Regions from separate parts of the Mus musculus genome. Here region 2 is linked to region 1. A link is a contact called in public promoter capture Hi-C data. All regions are on one chromosome and are shown on one strand. The core of a region is the stretch at or near the end of the contact, and the rest is flanking DNA. Distances in the headings are between cores, read along the strand shown.

Region 1 (4,155 bases), core at 592-3,091:
TATGCCAAGGAGACGCAGGACTCCTGAAACGAAGGTCCAATGATGCCTTGGGATTTTCTACTTGAATCTTAAAATTATTTACTTCAGTGGTTCTCGAAACCTTCCTAATGCTGTGACCCTTCAATACAGTTCCTCATGTTGTATGACTCCTGACTATAAAATGATTTAATTATGACTTCATAATTAATTGTGCTGCTGTTATGAATCAAAGTATAAATATCTGATATGGAAGACATCTGAAGTGTGTCTCCCAAGGGGTCACGACCCACAGGTTGAGAACCACTGGGTTTCTTTATGGAAGAAGAGCTAGCTGATATATTTGAATCAGAACTATTTAATGATACCCATTTCAGCCCAGGTCTCTTTCTCCTCTCCCCTCTCTGCCTTCAGCTCTACCCCTGCTCCCCTCTCCCTTCTCCTCCCCCTTCTCTTTCTCAGGGGATGAGGGGGGTCTCTAGTTTCTTAGGAGCTATCCATTTTTTATTTATTTATTTATTTATTTTATTATTTTTTTTTTTTTTGGTTTTTCGAGACAGGGTTTCTCTGTGTAGCCCTGGCTGTCCTGGAACTCACTCTATAGACCAGGCTGGCCTTAAACTCAGAAATCCACCTGCCTCTGCCTCCCAAGTGCTGGGATTAGAGGAGTGGGCCACCACTACCTGGCCCACATTATCTTTAAGACAGGGTCTCTCACTGTCCTGGATCTCACTGAGTAGGCTGGTTGGGTAGCTAGTGACCCACCCCACCCCCACCCCGGGGGTCCCCCCTCCCTACCTCCCCACAGCACAGCACGGGGCTTGCAAGTTTGCGCCACCATGACTGGCTTGTTAAAAACAAACAAACAAACCACGGGTTCTGGGGATTTAACTTAGGTCCTTTACAGACTGAGCTATCTCCCAAGCAGATGTACACACACACACACACACACACACACACACTCACACACACTCACACACACTGACACACTCTTCCTTCCTCCCTTTCTCTCTTTCTTCTCCCTCCCCTTCTTCTGTTTCTTTAACATGTGAGAAGAAATCAAAGCCTAGGATCATTTAGGGGAATTTTCACTTTGGATCCTCTTTCTGTCTCCTAGACTGTCTTTGGGTAGTATCCCAGTCATGGGCCTGCTGGCCTAAGGTCTTTTCTTTCTTTCTCTCTTCCTTCCTTCCTTCCTTCCTTCCTTCCTTCCTTCCTTCCTTCCTTTCTTGCTCTTTCTTTCTTTCTTTCTTTCTTTCTTTCTTTCTTTCTTTCTTTCTTTCCTTCCTTCCTTCCTTCCTTCCTTCCTTCCTTCCTTCCTTCTTTCTTTCTTTCTTTCTTTCTTTCTTTCTTTCTTTCTTTTTTTCTTTCTTCCTTTCTTTTCCCTGCCCTGATCCCTCTCCACACTATTGACCTGGCTCACAGTAACCTGAGACAACTAGAAACCACTCTTTTCTGAGCCTCTCTAGCTTAGCTGCTGCCAGAGATCTAAGGTTGCAAAATTGTATCTGCTCCCCCCCCCCTCCGCCCCCAAGCAGCAATTAGGCAATTGACAAGCTCGGTGGCCATTTGTACCTTCTGAACAGCGTGCAAATGGCTGATGGTGGGTACTATGTAACAACAGCACATGTTCATCCCTGACCGTTAGCGCTTTCCAGAAACCAGACGACGGGCCAAAGACCATGCTGATGCCCTCGGAGTCAGCAAAGGGAGAGATGGCGCACGGTGCAGCCACCCCCTGGGAGCATGAGCAGCAGTATTTCTAAGATTAATCTGTTGGCAGCTGGTAAGTAGGTGAGTTCCCTGCAGCCTTTGAAAGCAGAGGGGATTGATTCGCAAACGACCGCCCACGCTTCCGGGCAAACATGAGTCCGTGGCGCCATCTTCTGGCAGAAATGACCTCAAGGAGTGGCTGAGGACAACAACAGACATTTTATTGGAGGTGTCAGAAGATTCTGAGCTAGGAGAAATCACAGGACTGGTTTTGATCTGGCCCTTTGGGCGCAGACGGGAGTCAGGGGTAGAGCAGAGATAGAAACTCAGCGGATGAACCGATTGACACCCGTTGATTCTTTCAGCTGAGCCCAGCCAAGCACAGTATATGCTCATACCCTCCATGTGAAAAGTGAAATCAGACAGGCTCAAGAGATGGCTAATTACATGTCCCAGTGGCCTTTCATACACACAAATGACACTTGTAACAGAAACTCAACCTAGGCTCCACAGTGTCTGGGAAAATACCGCCACTCTACCCTGCTCCTGTCTCCAGAGCTCCTGAATGGTCACAGGCCCAGTTATTTGGAGAGAGGACCGCGGAGGGGGCCCCCAGAGAGCAGGGGCATGGAGCCCTAAGAAGGCAAGTGGCTCACAAGCAGTCAGTCAGTAAACAACATTCACCAGACACTTTGTTCTCGAGTTTTTCTCACAAATGCCAGACCAGTGTCTTATTTGGAAAAAATAACTCCTTTGTTATGAAACACAGTGGGGGAGACACTTATTAAGTATAATAGATTGGGCTGGTGAGGGGGCTCAGGGAGTAAGGCTGTTTGACTCCAAGCATGGACCTGGATTTGATCCTAACGAACCACAGACTTCTGAAAGTTGTCCTCTGCCCCCACACACATGCCATGGCACATGCGTGCACACACACAGAGAGAAGTAGAATACACATATATGCCTGCATAGTAGATTACCACAGAAGGGGACACAGGCATCATTTCCCAAGCATCTCTCTCTTGTATACTTGTAACATGCCTGCCACATGTTACACTATTACATATAAATACATTATCCTCTCCGGGTCCTAACCCAGTGGGAGGAGGTCCAGAAATCTCACTCAGAGACTGCTTACCTTTTTTTGGTTTTGTTTGTTTGTTTGTTTTGCTTTGTTGTTTTGTTTTGTTTTCGAGACAGAGTTTCTCGATGTAACAGTCCTGGCTGTCCTGGAAATTGCTCTGTAGACCAGGCTGACCTCCAGCTCACAGAGCTTCTGTCTTCCAAGTGCTGGGATCGAAGGTGTGCACCACCACCGCCCAGATAGGTTATCTGTCTTTTGTATGGTCCTATAATTAAAGTTATTCTTTTGGTGACTCAGTTTGTTATACAACTGCAGCCCATGGTCCTTTTTTTTTTTTTTTTTTTTTTTTTTTAATTAATCTGGAATTTCATTCCATTCTTTTTTTTTTTTTAAAGATTTATTTATTTATTATATGTAAGTACACTGTAGCTGTCTTCAGACACACCAGAAGAGGGAGTCAGATCTCGTGATCAGATGGTTGTGAGCCACCATGTGGTTGCTGGGATTTGAACTCCTGACCTTCGGAAGAGCAGTTGGGTGCTCTTACCCACTGAGCCATCTCACCGCAGCCCATGGTCCTAATGGGTCACTTCCTGGGCCTGTTTGTCTTCTACAGAGAGGTGGCCATGTTCCTCTTGCTCTCTTCCCCTTAACTCGCCTTGGTTTTCTCCATATCTCCTGCCTGGAGGTTCTGTTCCCACCATGCAGCGTCCATCCCTGGTCACAAGTACAACCTGTTGAGAGCTCGGCTGTGGGAAATGTTCTTTCTTCTATACCCAGGTGCTGCCAGGGTCAGCCCTGGCCTCTACCAGAGAGCAGTCACTCAAAGAGAACTTTTGTGGCTTATCCCTGACTGTCCCAATGGGCACATGGGCCTGGTTTATACCTGGCTCTTCAGAGGATACTGTGAACATCTGCAGTTATTGGGTAACTCTGTATTGGTCCCTGCAGATCTGTCCCATCACCCATCTCATCCATAACACAAGGGATGTGGACCCTCTGACCTCAGTGGTCCTTTGAGGCTCTGATGCAAGCCCTTAGTTCTGAGCGCCTACGCTGGTGTCTCTGAGGAGAGCAGAAACTTTTCCAGTCACATCTGTGCCTCCTTTGCATGCTAATCTTTTCCTTCCTGGAAATTTCATAATGGCTACAGATTACTATTTGGCAGAATCTTTCCGGCTGGGTTGAAGAATCCTTTACACGTCTTTTCTTTCCCATCTCCCCCTCCTTTCCTCAGGCCTCTCAGTGCATCCAAGGCCTTACCTCAGGGCTTCTCTAAGCTCTGGGTGGTCATCTGTGGTGGTCATGCTTGCCCTGCACTGTGACAGCCCTGAGAAGAAACCAGGAGGATTTTCTTTTATGTTCAGGTGCGTTTGTGCGGA
Region 2 (4,155 bases), core at 952-3,451, 280 kb before region 1:
TAAATCCCTGGATCCACAAGGTGGAAGGAAAGAGCTGACTCCTATAGACAGTCCTCTGACCTTCCATACATATGACACCATACACAAATGATCAATACATGTTTATGAGTATTTTGCCTACACGTACGTACATGCAGCACATGTGTGCAGTGCTTTCAGTGGCCAGAGAAGGGAATCCAGTCCCCTGGAACTGAAATTACTCAGTGTTAGTGAGCTGCCATGTGGGTGCTGGGAACTAAACCCAGGTCCTCTGCAAAGGCAGCAAATAATTCCTAGTCACCAGAGCATTCAGTGAACGTCAATTTTACAGTTTGTTTTTTTTATTACGTATTTTCCTCAATTACATTTCCAATGCTATCCCAAAAGTCCCCCACACTCTCCCCCGCCCCCCCCCCCACTCCCCTACCCACCCATTCCCATTTTTTGGCCCTGGCATTCCCCTGTACTGGGGCATATAAAGTTTGCCTGTCCAATGGGCATCTCTTTCCAGTGATGGCCGACTAGGCAATCTTTTGATACCAGTTTGTTTATTTTTAAGTGTGTGTGTGTGTGTGTGTGTTTGGTTTTGTGCAATGAGTGCAATACTGGCAGAGTCCAGAAGACAGCACTGGGTTCTCTGAAGTTGGAGTTACAGGCAGCTGTGAGTTGCCTGTTGTGGGTGCTGGGAACCGAACTTGGATCCTCAGGAAGAGCAAGCAGTCTGTGCTCTAAATGACAGAGCCATTTCTCCAGCCACTTACCAAGTTTTTAAACCAAAAAATATTTAGTTCTACTCAAGTTAGACTCAATAAAATGTGTTCAGGGTGGACAAGAGACATGGAAGAATGAAGAGAATTGTTTGGCCTGAGATTCTCTAAGAGTGGAATTTCTTTACTAAGATGGGGAAACAGGTATCAGGAAAGGAAGTTAAAAGTCTGGTTCCCAAAGGCGGCTTCCCTCTTCAAAATGCCTGTGCGTGCTCTAAAGCCAAGGCCACAGAATTGAGAAGCTGACCGTAAATTCCACACAGAGATACAAGGGACTCTTCTGCACAGCCAAAAAAACTCGTAAAAGGTGGCAAGGGAGGGGGTGGGGCGGGGTGACGTCAGAAATAAACAAACAACAACAACAACAACGACAAATAAGACACACTGTGGAGAGGAAACGGAAAGGTGTTGGGGTGGGGGGGAAGACCAAGGTAAAATAAGAAGGCAGCTCCCATTCAGGCGCGCTTAGCATTTCTGAATACCCCCCCTTCCTTTCTTTTTGGTGTTTGTTTTTTGAGAAAGAGTCTCCTGTAACCCAGGCTGGTTTCAAGCACACACTATGTAGCAAAGGCTGACCTTGAACCCTGGATCCTTCTCTGTCCACCTTCCAAATGCAGGGATTACTTTTCCCATACCGGTTCCACTCTACAGGGAGCTTTAAAGAATACGAAATGTCTCCTGCCTTCCTCACCCGGCTGGGCTGAACAGCTAAGGCAGAACAGCTGTTAGCCCTTGGGCTTGAAAGAGAAGCCTAGGGGAATACTCCAGACAACAGCAAGATGCAAAGGCCAGGGGGGCTGCTGAGACGCCTCAAGATCTCCTACATTACAGAGCTGGCTTTCCAAATCGGTACCCAGCTACTGGGCCAGAGACCCGGTCTTGGCAAAGTGACCAAAATATGTCATCCATCAATTCTACCTCCGATAGGGTGACTCTAAGACCAGGCTGACCAGCTGGGTTCTCTGAATGACAGGAAAAGGCAGAGCCCTTTCTCACCTGAAAGCAGCAGGACTCTAAAGACTTTAAAGTCAAAGACTTCTAAAACCGAAGTGAGGGAAGGACAGAGGGATGGGCAGACCTATTTCTCTTCCCCTCATTAAAGGGATTTTGGCACCTAGATGCCACCCGGGATAACCTTCAGCCCCTGGAACTCCAGAAAACCAGCATCCATTCCGAAGATCTGTCCCCTGGTTGCCCTAGGGCTGACTTGCTCGCCTGCAATCTGCAGCGCGCCCAGAACGCTGAGTGCTCACCCGGTTTGGTGCTCTGTCCGGTGCTGTCCCTGCGGTGTTGCGTCCCTGCAGTGCTAGATTCCCAACGTGCCGCGTCCTCGCTGTGCTCTATCCCTTAGGTACTCCCTTCCAAATGGAGCTCGGGACCCCGTGCGACTGGCCTTTTTTGGGTGCTTGGCGCTATTTTCCGTCTGGCCCCACATCACTTCCCGTAGAGGAGAGCGCGGTGGGGGCGGGTCCTGAGCGGCCTCCACCTCCGCCTCCTGTCACCTGCCCGCAGGCCCCCAGCCACAGAAACGACTGCTCGCCTCGCCTGGCACGGATCGGGTCTCCTCGCCCCTTCTGAAAGGTGTGAGAACCACAGAGGGTGGTTTTCCTTGAGACCAAGAGAGCCATTCACAAAAAGCTCAAATTGCCCCAGGATCCGGGTAAGGCGAGGCGTGCCCTGGAGACTCCAAAGGTCTGTCCTAAAAGCTTTTTCATGGCTGTGCATCCTCCCTGGAGACAGCTTGGGCATGGCCTACTGGGGTTCCTGGACTCGATGATGAGAAAAATAGGTAAGATTCAGTCAGAAGAAAATAAACACTATTCTGGAAGGCAATGGCCAGCGGAGTCTACATGCACACAGTCTAACTCGGATTACACTCACCCTGAAGTCCTAAAACACTGTTAGGGCAGGCAGTTACTGCACAGTAAGAGGGAAATTATGGGGTGGCATAACATGCTAAGACCCGGCAGGGTCCGGAGCAGCCTATGACCCTCTGCTGCCTCCTAGTGGCCTTCTACCGATGCCTAGGGTTTTCTGTGAGCAGTCTGGGTCTCAACCTGGGGATGGAGGACATTAGCCAAATCCGTCCAAAGGTGGTTCTGCGCTTCACACTGGCCTTTGGGCCTGCCCTGTTGCTTTCAGAATTCCACTTCCAAGACAAGCAAAATGCTGAGAAGGAAGACTGGGCTAAGTTCTGTCCATGCAGTTTCATTCATCCCTAGGGCCTGCCACCACAAACTCCGCGGTCCAGCTGTCCCACCCACCTGCACACCCAGTCACCCCTCCTGTCTGTAGCTACTAGGACTGCACCACAGTGCAGTTTCTCAATCTGTAGATGGCAGCTACTGGAGTCACCCACGCTTGTAAGCAACCCCAATAAACTGGACCGGTACAGAATCTTTTCTATCATTCCATCAGGGCTGAAGAGAAATACCCTCCCCAGGAAAAGCAAGGCAACCATCTTCCTTCAGGCACTAGCTCTTTTTTTTTTTTTCTTTTTGGTTTTTCGAGACAGGGTTTTTCTGTGTAGCCCTGGCTGTCCTGGAACTCACTCTGTAGACCAGGCTGGCCTTGAACTCAGAAATCCGTCTGCCTCTGCCTCCTCCCGAGTGCTGGGATTAAAGGCGTGTGCCGACGTCACCACCACCCGGCTCTGGCACTAGCTCTCAAGGAGCTATCACTAGAGGCCAAGACAGGTGGATTTCTGAGTTCGAGGCTAGCCTGGTCTACAGAGTGAGTTCCCAGACAGCGAGGGCTACACAGAGAAACCCTGTCTCAAAAAACCAAAAAAAAAAAAAAAAAAAAAAAAAGGTACCAGCTTTCAATACCATCACCCTGGAGACCAGGCATCCTACACATAAACCTGGAGGTGACGAAGGTCTATGAACTATATTGGGGAACAACACTGTCACTGGTAATGGCTGGTACTTCTGATCCTCCTGCTTCCACCTGAGTGCCTGGATCACACAACTGCATCACTTTGCCCAGGGTGTGAGGTGCTGGTCCTGAAACCTAGGGCTTCATCTGTGCCCTGAGACTTGACTATGCATCTGGTTCCAAGAGTCCATGTCTCAGCCTGGTCTGAGATTATGTGACATACTCTAAACCAGCAAACAATGAAAACAAACAAACAAACAAACAAACAAAAAACATGCCAGACTAGAGAAATGGCTCAGTGGTTAAGAGCACTGACTGTTTTTCCAGAGGTCCTGAGTTCAATTCCCAGCAAACACATGGTGGCTCAAAACCATTTGTAATGAGGCTCAGATGCCCTCTTGTAGTGTCTGGATTTATTTATTTTCTGTATATGAGTACACTGCTGTCTTCAGACACACCAGAAGAGGGCATCAGATCCCATTACAGATGGTTGTGAGCCACCATGTGGTTGCTGGGAATTGAACTTAGGACC

Evidence for each region. Promoter capture Hi-C pulls out the DNA fragments that hold promoters and counts their contacts.
Region 2: a promoter capture Hi-C map of hippocampal neurons shows a contact between it and region 1, with 4 times the contacts expected there. The contact joins the promoter of Rab27a here to the enhancer-like site in region 1. A contact is called at or near these places in 12 of 39 promoter capture datasets (the 3T3-L1 cell line, the C10 cell line, cranial neural crest and 7 more), 6 of 484 Hi-C or Micro-C datasets (the G1E-ER4 cell line, the N1E-115 cell line, cerebellum and 3 more), 7 of 115 datasets of contacts at active chromatin or transcription factors (the SCID.adh cell line, embryonic basal ganglia, embryonic limb bud and 4 more) and 3 of 9 other capture datasets (embryonic stem cells, liver and pancreatic islet).

Annotation. Positions count from the first base shown.
Region 1 is chr9:72,764,572-72,768,726 of GRCm38.p6, reverse strand. No RefSeq gene overlaps it. Among named protein-coding and RNA genes, the nearest start is that of Gm27204, 13 kb to the left of the region's middle. Within about 2 kb of position 1,841, at least 72 of the 459 cell types and tissues checked have an H3K27ac peak or open chromatin away from gene starts, as enhancers often do. A contact at or near this core is called in the G1E-ER4 cell line, the N1E-115 cell line, the SCID.adh cell line and 5 more, where this site is marked.
Region 2 is chr9:73,042,856-73,047,010 of GRCm38.p6, reverse strand. It overlaps Rab27a (RAB27A, member RAS oncogene family), which reads right to left and starts at 2,201. Exons shown (of 6, transcript NM_023635.6): 1 at 2,000-2,201.